Regions from separate parts of the Danio rerio genome. Here region 2 is linked to region 1. The links are chromatin contacts, called in public Micro-C maps. All regions are on one chromosome and are shown on one strand. Each heading gives the region's core, a stretch centred on a gene start, on an enhancer-like site or on the middle of the called end of the contact. The rest is flanking DNA. Distances are from core to core; before and after follow the strand shown.

Region 1 (4,050 bases), core at 1,006-3,505:
GTTTTTTTTAGTACTGCAACCTTTGCCTTTCTATCGGTTTTGCCCACATATCTTTACTAGTCTCTGTAAATTCACAGCAGACTCAACATTTGTGAAATACTCAGAAGTTAGAACAGCCCGTCCGGTACCAACAACCAGGCAACATTTATTATTAAATGTTTATATTAAATTATTAAATTAAATGTATATAAAATGACTTATTGCCGATCTGATATTTATTTTGAACTTTAGCAGAACATCCATCTCTGTGCATAAATGCATTTTTTGCTGCTATGTGATTTGCATGAACAATTGTTAGCAATCACGAATACCTAATAAAATGGCCAGTGACTGTAACTCTAATGTTTACCCACCTCAAAAAACATGGGAACATCTTTGGTTTTTCTTGTCTTTGGGTTTCCCAGTTCATTGATCTGCGTCACAAAAACAGCAGCTGATTCATTTTTTTTTTTTTTTTTAACATGTAATAAAATATAGTTACTCTTGGACATGAATAATCACTGGACATGAACTATATTTCAGACCTTTTCTAGAGTGTCCTCCCAGGACAGCACACTGAAGAGCCTGCGCATGGGCTGTTGGACCGCCTGCACTAGGGAACCGATGAGCTGTTCGTCCTCTGCTTTCTCCACCTGCACTACAGACAGACTGGCCCTCCACTCATTCTAGAGTCAGAGATGAATAAGAGAAGAAAATATTTTCCAGTCCTTTAACGCAAATATAAAAAATTTGCATTGTATAAAGTAGAATTTTTCATTCAATCAGCCATTAAGCAACATGAGGCTTAATAAATGACTAATTAATAAAAGCCCACATAAAAAAACAATAGTCATTTGTAGTAAATATTATAGTGTTTTTGAATATTGTAAAGTTTTAATCTGTTGTAGTATTAAATAATTACTCTATAATTAGAGTAGCTGTGGTAATAATACAACAAATGACCCAATAAAGTATTAGATTTTCTACAGCTATATAAATTATGTCTACCATACATCACAGTTCAGTGTATACCACAGCATTACGTTACAGTTGATCAGTTTGTGATAGTTAATTCTACAATATGCTGTAAAATGTATTAACAAAGTGTTATAAACACTGTCAAATAGGAGAAATTCTACCAGAAGCGAACATTTTCATTTATAAAAAAGGTGACAGGGCCTGACTTGTCGTCCTCAGAAAATCATACAATTCAATGATAGACTGCATCATTGAGCACTGTCAGCTTTTTCTCCGTCTCCGTGCTTATAGGTGTATTGCATGCATTTTATTATTAATTTAATGCAAATGTGATGTGACAGGACTGACAGAAACGGGACAACTATAAATTTATTTGTATTATATATTTTAAGGATTTAGTTGTGTAATTTGTTTATAATTTCTTGTTTTTAATCAATTGATTGAATGATAACACTATTAACAATATTATTATAAAAAAAACTATTAAAACTATATATTTTCATGGACAAAGATTAAATATCTTAGATGATCTAGAAAATACAGGCTATTGAAGAAGAACAACAGTTTTAACATGATATAGGTAATTTATATTTTACCTCCTCAAATACAGCCGCAGAAAGAGAAGTCTCCCAGCTTTTGTTAGCAGCGCCTGCCCCAGTTGGAGTTGCTCCGGACGGAGTACTACTTTTATTCCGTTTGGGTGGCATATTTACTATAATTTCATTATATTTACGGATTACACTTTAAATATGTAATAGATACCACAATAATTACCACAATTTAGATACTATCGTTTCACTTTAAAGCGTAAACTCCCAAGAAAAGTTTGCTCGTCTGTATGAAATTTCCAAAAGCGTCGTGGTAACCTATGGAAACCAAACAGGCTTGCGTATTTTAAGCGACGTTAGTTTCGGCAAAGTTTAAATAGGATACAGCTGCGGATACTCACGTCAGCATAGCATAATTTCTGTGACACTGTACAACAATAATTAATATTTTTAAATTACTTTGAAGGTTGCGTTTGGGGTTGTGGCAGGGGTAGGCGCTCATAAAATCTATTTTAATGAGTAAGTTAAAAATAGTATGAATAATTTTCAGTATAATTACTGTTTTTTACATTACAGTAAGATTTGGGTTTAGTATTGTGGTAGGGGAAGATGTTATTAAAATAAAACTTTTAGGTAATTTAATCAGTAATATAATCAATTCTCGTTAACTTCCGGACGCAGCTGTATCTCTTTTAGTAACAACCCGTTCGGCTCGTTTCAAGCCTCTGAGCACGCGCAGACCGGATATAGACCGTAACGTCACTGTCGTGCGACAGCGCTGAACATGGCGAGCAGCAAAAAGAGTGCACTTATTTCTTCACTAGCCGCTTATGGAGACGATTCAGAGCAGGATTCAGATCCAGACACAGATGATCAAGGTAAATCATCTGATAAATGTTAGCAAAAGCTTGTGAATACCTCGAGTTTGTTACTCGTATGGGTTTGTTGTCAGTGTGTTGAACGTAAGCGGCACGACAACTGACAGTAATGCAGGGAATGTATTCATTTGGAAATAACTTGCATTGTGAGCCATATTACTTTTATGCGCTCAAAACAATATATTTTCTTTATGGCTGGGTTTGTGAGGGTTTACATTTGTAAGGTTTAAAGATTACAGGTGGGTACTGTAGAGAGCAGTACGTTGTGGCCTATTTTATTTACTTAGGTGAAAATATATAATTAAAAACATCTTCATTTGACTTTTAATTTTAAGATTAAATAAATAAGTTTAAGATTCTAATATTTTTGTTACAACAGTAAAATTGGCGGTAGTTCCCAATATGCCAAATAAAATGGTGCAAGTCATATGAGAAATTGATGTCTTATTGGTTGTTAGTTAAGGATTACAGGAGTAACAAGTGTTGTTGCTGTAGCTGTCCAATATTAGGCTAAAGTTGGTTTTATATTTTGAACATTCAGACTTTTTCCTAAATATCTTTTTTTTTTAAATGTATTATTTGCAAATTCTAAATAGGCAAGTTATATATTAGGATATTAGCAGCCAAAAAATATCAAAGCACAACCATGTTCACAGTCAGTTAAATAGTGCTAACGTTGTTTTGATGTCACACTTGTATGTTATTTCTGACCAAATATTCAAAGCAGTATGGTAAACAATATAGGCACTGTGTTACAAGCGGTCACTGAACGAACGTGTGAATATGAAACCAACTTCAGGTTTAATCTGTCCAATTCATGTGTGTTTAAGACCCAAATACATTTAGTCACCTTGGAATTGTAAGGTTCTATCAGCGTTCTAAATGATTTTGAGATTTTGAGCTTCAAAGTTTTCGCATTTAGTATAGCAAACAATATGTGTGGAACAGTTCTCTTTCATACATTAACATAACAAAGACTCTAAATGTACTCTAAATGTAAATGATCAAAGTTCTCTTAAATTTGCAAATTGGAAAATGCAGATAGAACCTTCTTATTCTGAAAAGTAATTTTCCACTTCGTATTATAAGGTTCTATCTGACAGACCATTTATTGTAGCATTATTTTTCCAGAAATAGAATCAAAAATATACCAATTGGTGTTGTGACTATGTTGATTCTTGCGAAAGGTAAATTTTAGCTTTTTATAACATTTCATGTTATAGGATGAATATTGTTTTCTTGTTCAGATTAAGCATACAAGGCTGTGCTAAATATTTTGTCCAGTGCAGCTGTTAATTTTATCTAATTAATATGCTAATATTTACTAAATTTTATGCTTTATATAAACTATTGAACTTTATTTATTGAATAATGTCCCATGAATTCAATTAAGTGTTTGCCCTTCAAGGCTTTATATTAAATTTAAAGACTTTAAAAGAAAACAGACAATGAGCAAATGAGTTTAATAAACACTGAAAAATATTTCACTGACTTTATATGCACAAATAAAATTAGTTCACACATTTGATACAGTATATAAAATTGTTTTAAAATAACTGTTTCTTTTTCAACGATAGAAAATTTAACATTTCATCTCAATGTCAAAAAATGCTTCTAAATCATCAATCATACGCCTCAATTTTATGTGGTGCGGCATTATTTAGCCG
Region 2 (4,050 bases), core at 465-2,964, 300 kb after region 1:
TCACGCATGTGTGGGTAGAACTTGTTTAGACTTGTCTAGTGCACTATAACGGAGCTTATAATAGCCTGAATACAAATATTACATGTGTAAACATAATAGCAGTGATGCACATGTGCTAAACAATTGGTTGGGTTGTTTGCAATCTAATATGGTTATTTGTTATAATCAACGCGTTGCTTGCAATGTGTTGTTGATGTAAGATTGTATTCAGTTTAGCACATTACATACTCCATGATCCATAAGTAAGCAAATTCTAAAGGCATACCAATAAATAATTAAACATGTAAATCATTACATAGGCATGGGCCGGTATAAGATTCTGATGGTATGATGACCTTGGTATGAAAAAAAAATCAGTTTTACGATATCACAATATTGTGCTCACTGCTCTAAAATATACACTTTTTAAATGTCTGGGTAAAAAACTAAAACTTATTTCCCATTTGAACACAACATATTTTATTTTGAGAAACATTTAAAATATGTTGTAACAGTATCAGCATCATTGACTCCTGCTGTCTTTATTCATTTCAAAAACACAAATTTCTTTACAATTTAAAACGGCATCTTTGGTTATATTTTCAGCTAGAGATAATGTTGTCTTAATGACAAAAAAATAACGTAAATCTTACAGATAACGTAGGAACGGTATAGCAGAAAATTTTGCGGTTTTAAAACCTTGACTTCTCCAAACCGTGGTATACCCTGAAAACGGTTATCGTCCCACGTCTATCATTACGTACGGTTTAATCATTACATTTATTTAGGAATAGAGGTTACTGGGCTCTTTATAAAGTGATTTACACAGTGGACTGAAAATTAATGCGCTTGAGTTGCACATTTCACAGCAAAGCACGGGCTGCAGTAAAACAAACAAAAAAAAAATACAGGATTTAGAAAGGCCTTGTTCTCACTCTATAAAGATAATCTGGTATTAGTGGAGCGGGATAAACCACAAATATTTGCCTCACAGCACTGACAAAAGAGAAACATTTAGCCTTGGTTAACAGTTGCTGCTGCTTTTCTCTCCAACGTTAGCTATAAATATGTGTCATATCAACGAAAGGGCTGAACTACGAAAAATTAATTATAAGCACATTTATAAACAATCATTACTAAAAAAATCGTTATTTTACATTGTTCATTTTACAGGGTAGTTGTACATATAACTACAAATATTTATTATCTACCTGTAACGTTACTTGCTATAAGCAATTGTGCTCAGTTTACTGTTATTACTACATTGAGTTGTACCCGTAATGTGTGTAACGATGACACACTAACATGTTTACCGTTAACACAAATGAATTCACACCTGCTTTTGTATCACATACACCTGCTGCTGATTTATGTAGTTTAGACAGAACACAAATCCTCTGACATGTTTCGTGACTAAAGTAGTTAATTCTGGAAATTTCATAAAATAAACGACCGTGAATGGAAAATTCTGGAACTTTAGTGACATTTTAATTGCACTTTTCTTTTCAGAAACATTCTCGTTAGCATCTTTGCTAACACCTCTGGTTTCAGAGAGTAACAGTTTGTTTGTTAAAGCTTGTATCGGACACCTCGATTTGAATAATGAAAGCATATATATAGGGGTCATTCTGCCATATTTTATTGGTAGAAATAATTTTCAAGCCGGACTCTAAAATAAAACGTAATAACACCAACCTTTTCCTGAGCCAGCCTGCTGGGTGTTGTTCGCCCTTCTTTTGAAGCCGCTGCGGAACAGTCGAATGAGTTTATTTAGCGCCCCCTGGAGGCTCGACGGTCACTGTGTCTCCCCACACTACAGGCATGGTGACAGAAGAACTCCATGCGCCACAGATTTCTGACACGCTTTGTCAAAAGGTACAAAAATCGAAATACGTGTGTGATACTACACGATACCTACCATCCAGAATAACTCGATTAGAAGACATATTAACCAGCAAATACTGGGGGAATGTCTAAAGAATTTAACTAAATACTAAATATAAAACTAAATTCCTGTTGTGTGCAGACATGCTCGAGCTTTATACTCTCATTCTACTTTGCAACCGAAATGTAAAAAATACTACAGTACACAATACTACAAGTAGCCTACAATAGTACAACACTATATTGTCTTTTTGAACCTTGCTGTAGTCTTTCATTTCACTGTTTACAACTCTTTGTTGAATGCTACAGCATACTGTGAACCGATTACCTGTAAATAAAAACTCTCGTGTACTTTAGTTTTTACTACAGTAAACTGTGGTGTATTGTAATATAATATAGCCAATAATTGTAGAACCTACAGTATTGGTTAATTTGTTTTTATAACTAAAGTATTGTGTTAAATAGCCAATACAACTTCCACATAAAATTAGTTCAGGTACTTTACTATTGTTCACATACTTTATTGTATGTTCAAAACAGTATTCAGTATTTGTTTTAAATCATTAGCATTTTTTCATGTTGTATTTTTTAATTGAAGGTTTAGGCCATTTGTTTTAATGGAATTGGCAATGTAACTGCACTTTAGTTTTTTTATATACATCGTTTTACAATCAAATTTCTACATTTTCATTTTATAGTATTTTGTATTTCCAGAACATTTCAAAGAATATCTGGAAATTTTAAGGGAAATCTGGTCTTTGTTTAAAAAAAAAAAAAAAAAAAGAAGCTCGAATGATGTATGGTATAATATGGTATGGCATTTGTCTAGAACAAAAAATATCCAGATTTTATTGTGATTTTAAATGTGTAAATAGTTTTGTAATCCCAAAGTACACTTTACTCTTGTTACTTTTTCTAGTGTACATATAATCAAGACATTAAATCCTAAGTGTCAAAGAGATGTTCTTGTTTTTATATCTGCATATGAATGAACCTTTTCTATTCTTATATAAAACTTGAGATCTGGAGAATTGTCATTCTTGACACACCTCTCGAAAGGATACCCATGATTTAAATCTTCTGTGAATTTACTCAAACTTGAGCTAACCATGACCTTGGTGCTAATTTTATATATATATATATATATATATATATATATATATATATATATATATATATATATATATATATATATATATATATATATATATATACACACACACACACACACACACACACACACACACACACATATACTTTACTAGTACCGAGTTGAGCCCCCTTTTGCCTTCCAAACTGACTTAATCCTTCGTGGCATAGGGTTCTATAAATATTCCTCCGAAATTTTGACCTATATTGATATGATCGCATTATGCAATTGTTGCAGATTTGTCGGCCACACATACATGATGCAAATCTACCGTTTCCCACCACATCCCAAAAGCCCAAAAGTGCTCTATTGGATTGAGCTCTGGTGACTGTGGAGGCCATTTGAGTACAGTGAACTCATTGTCATGTTCAAGAAACCAGTCTGAGATGATTCATACTTTATGACATGGGTCGTTATCCTTCTGGAAGTAGCCATAAGAAGATGGGTACACTGCGGTCATATAGAGATGGACATGGTCAGCAACCATTCTCAGGTAGGCTGTGGTATTGACACGATGCTCAAATGGTATTAATGGGCCCAAATTGCCATGAAAATATCCCCCACACCATTACACCACCACCACCAGCCTGGACCGTTGATACAAGGCAGGATGGATCCATGCTTTCATGTTGTTGAAGTCAATTTCTGACCTTACCATCCGAATGTTGCAGCAGAAATCGAGACTCATCAGACCAGGCAACATTTCTCCAATCTTATATTCTCGTATTTTTTATGCCTGTGCGAATTGTAGCCTCAGTTTCCTGTTCTTCACCTGATGTGCTGCTGTAGCCCATCCGCCTCAAGGTTGGACGTGTTGGGTGTTCAGAGAAGCTCTTCAGCATACCTCGGTTTTAACGAGTCGTTATTTGAGTTACTGTTGCTTTTCTATCGGCTGGAACCAGTCTGGCCATTCTCCTCAAACCTCTGGCATCAACAAGGCATTTGCGCCCACAGGACTGCCACTCATTGGATATTTTCTCTTTTGCAAACCATTCTCAGTAAACCCTAGAGATGGTTGTGCATGAAAATTCCAGTAG

The links. Hi-C and Micro-C count contacts between places; a contact is called where the count stands out from the background.
Region 2: a Micro-C map of caudal fin shows a contact between it and region 1, with 3 times the contacts expected there. The contact joins the promoter of ccdc124 here to the promoter of sap30bp in region 1. A contact is called at or near these places in 2 of 18 Hi-C or Micro-C datasets (caudal fin and an unstated tissue).

Annotation. Positions count from the first base shown.
Region 1 is chr8:14,818,247-14,822,296 of GRCz12tu, forward strand. It overlaps sap30bp (SAP30 binding protein), which reads left to right and starts at 2,256. Exons shown (of 11, transcript NM_199565.2): 1 at 2,256-2,383. The coding sequence starts at 2,290. spag17 (sperm associated antigen 17) reads right to left here and starts at 1,825. Exons shown (of 19, transcript XM_073910116.1): 1 at 1,554-1,825; 2 at 525-665; 3 at 354-413. The coding sequence starts at 1,664. It overlaps LOC101886593 (a long non-coding RNA gene), which reads left to right. Exons shown (of 7, transcript XR_011016541.2): 7 at 523-670.
Region 2 is chr8:15,121,464-15,125,513 of GRCz12tu, forward strand. ccdc124 (coiled-coil domain containing 124) reads right to left here and starts at 1,715. Exons shown (of 5, transcript NM_200565.2): 1 at 1,675-1,715. slc5a5 (solute carrier family 5 member 5) reads left to right here and starts at 1,786. Exons shown (of 16, transcript NM_001089391.1): 1 at 1,786-1,854.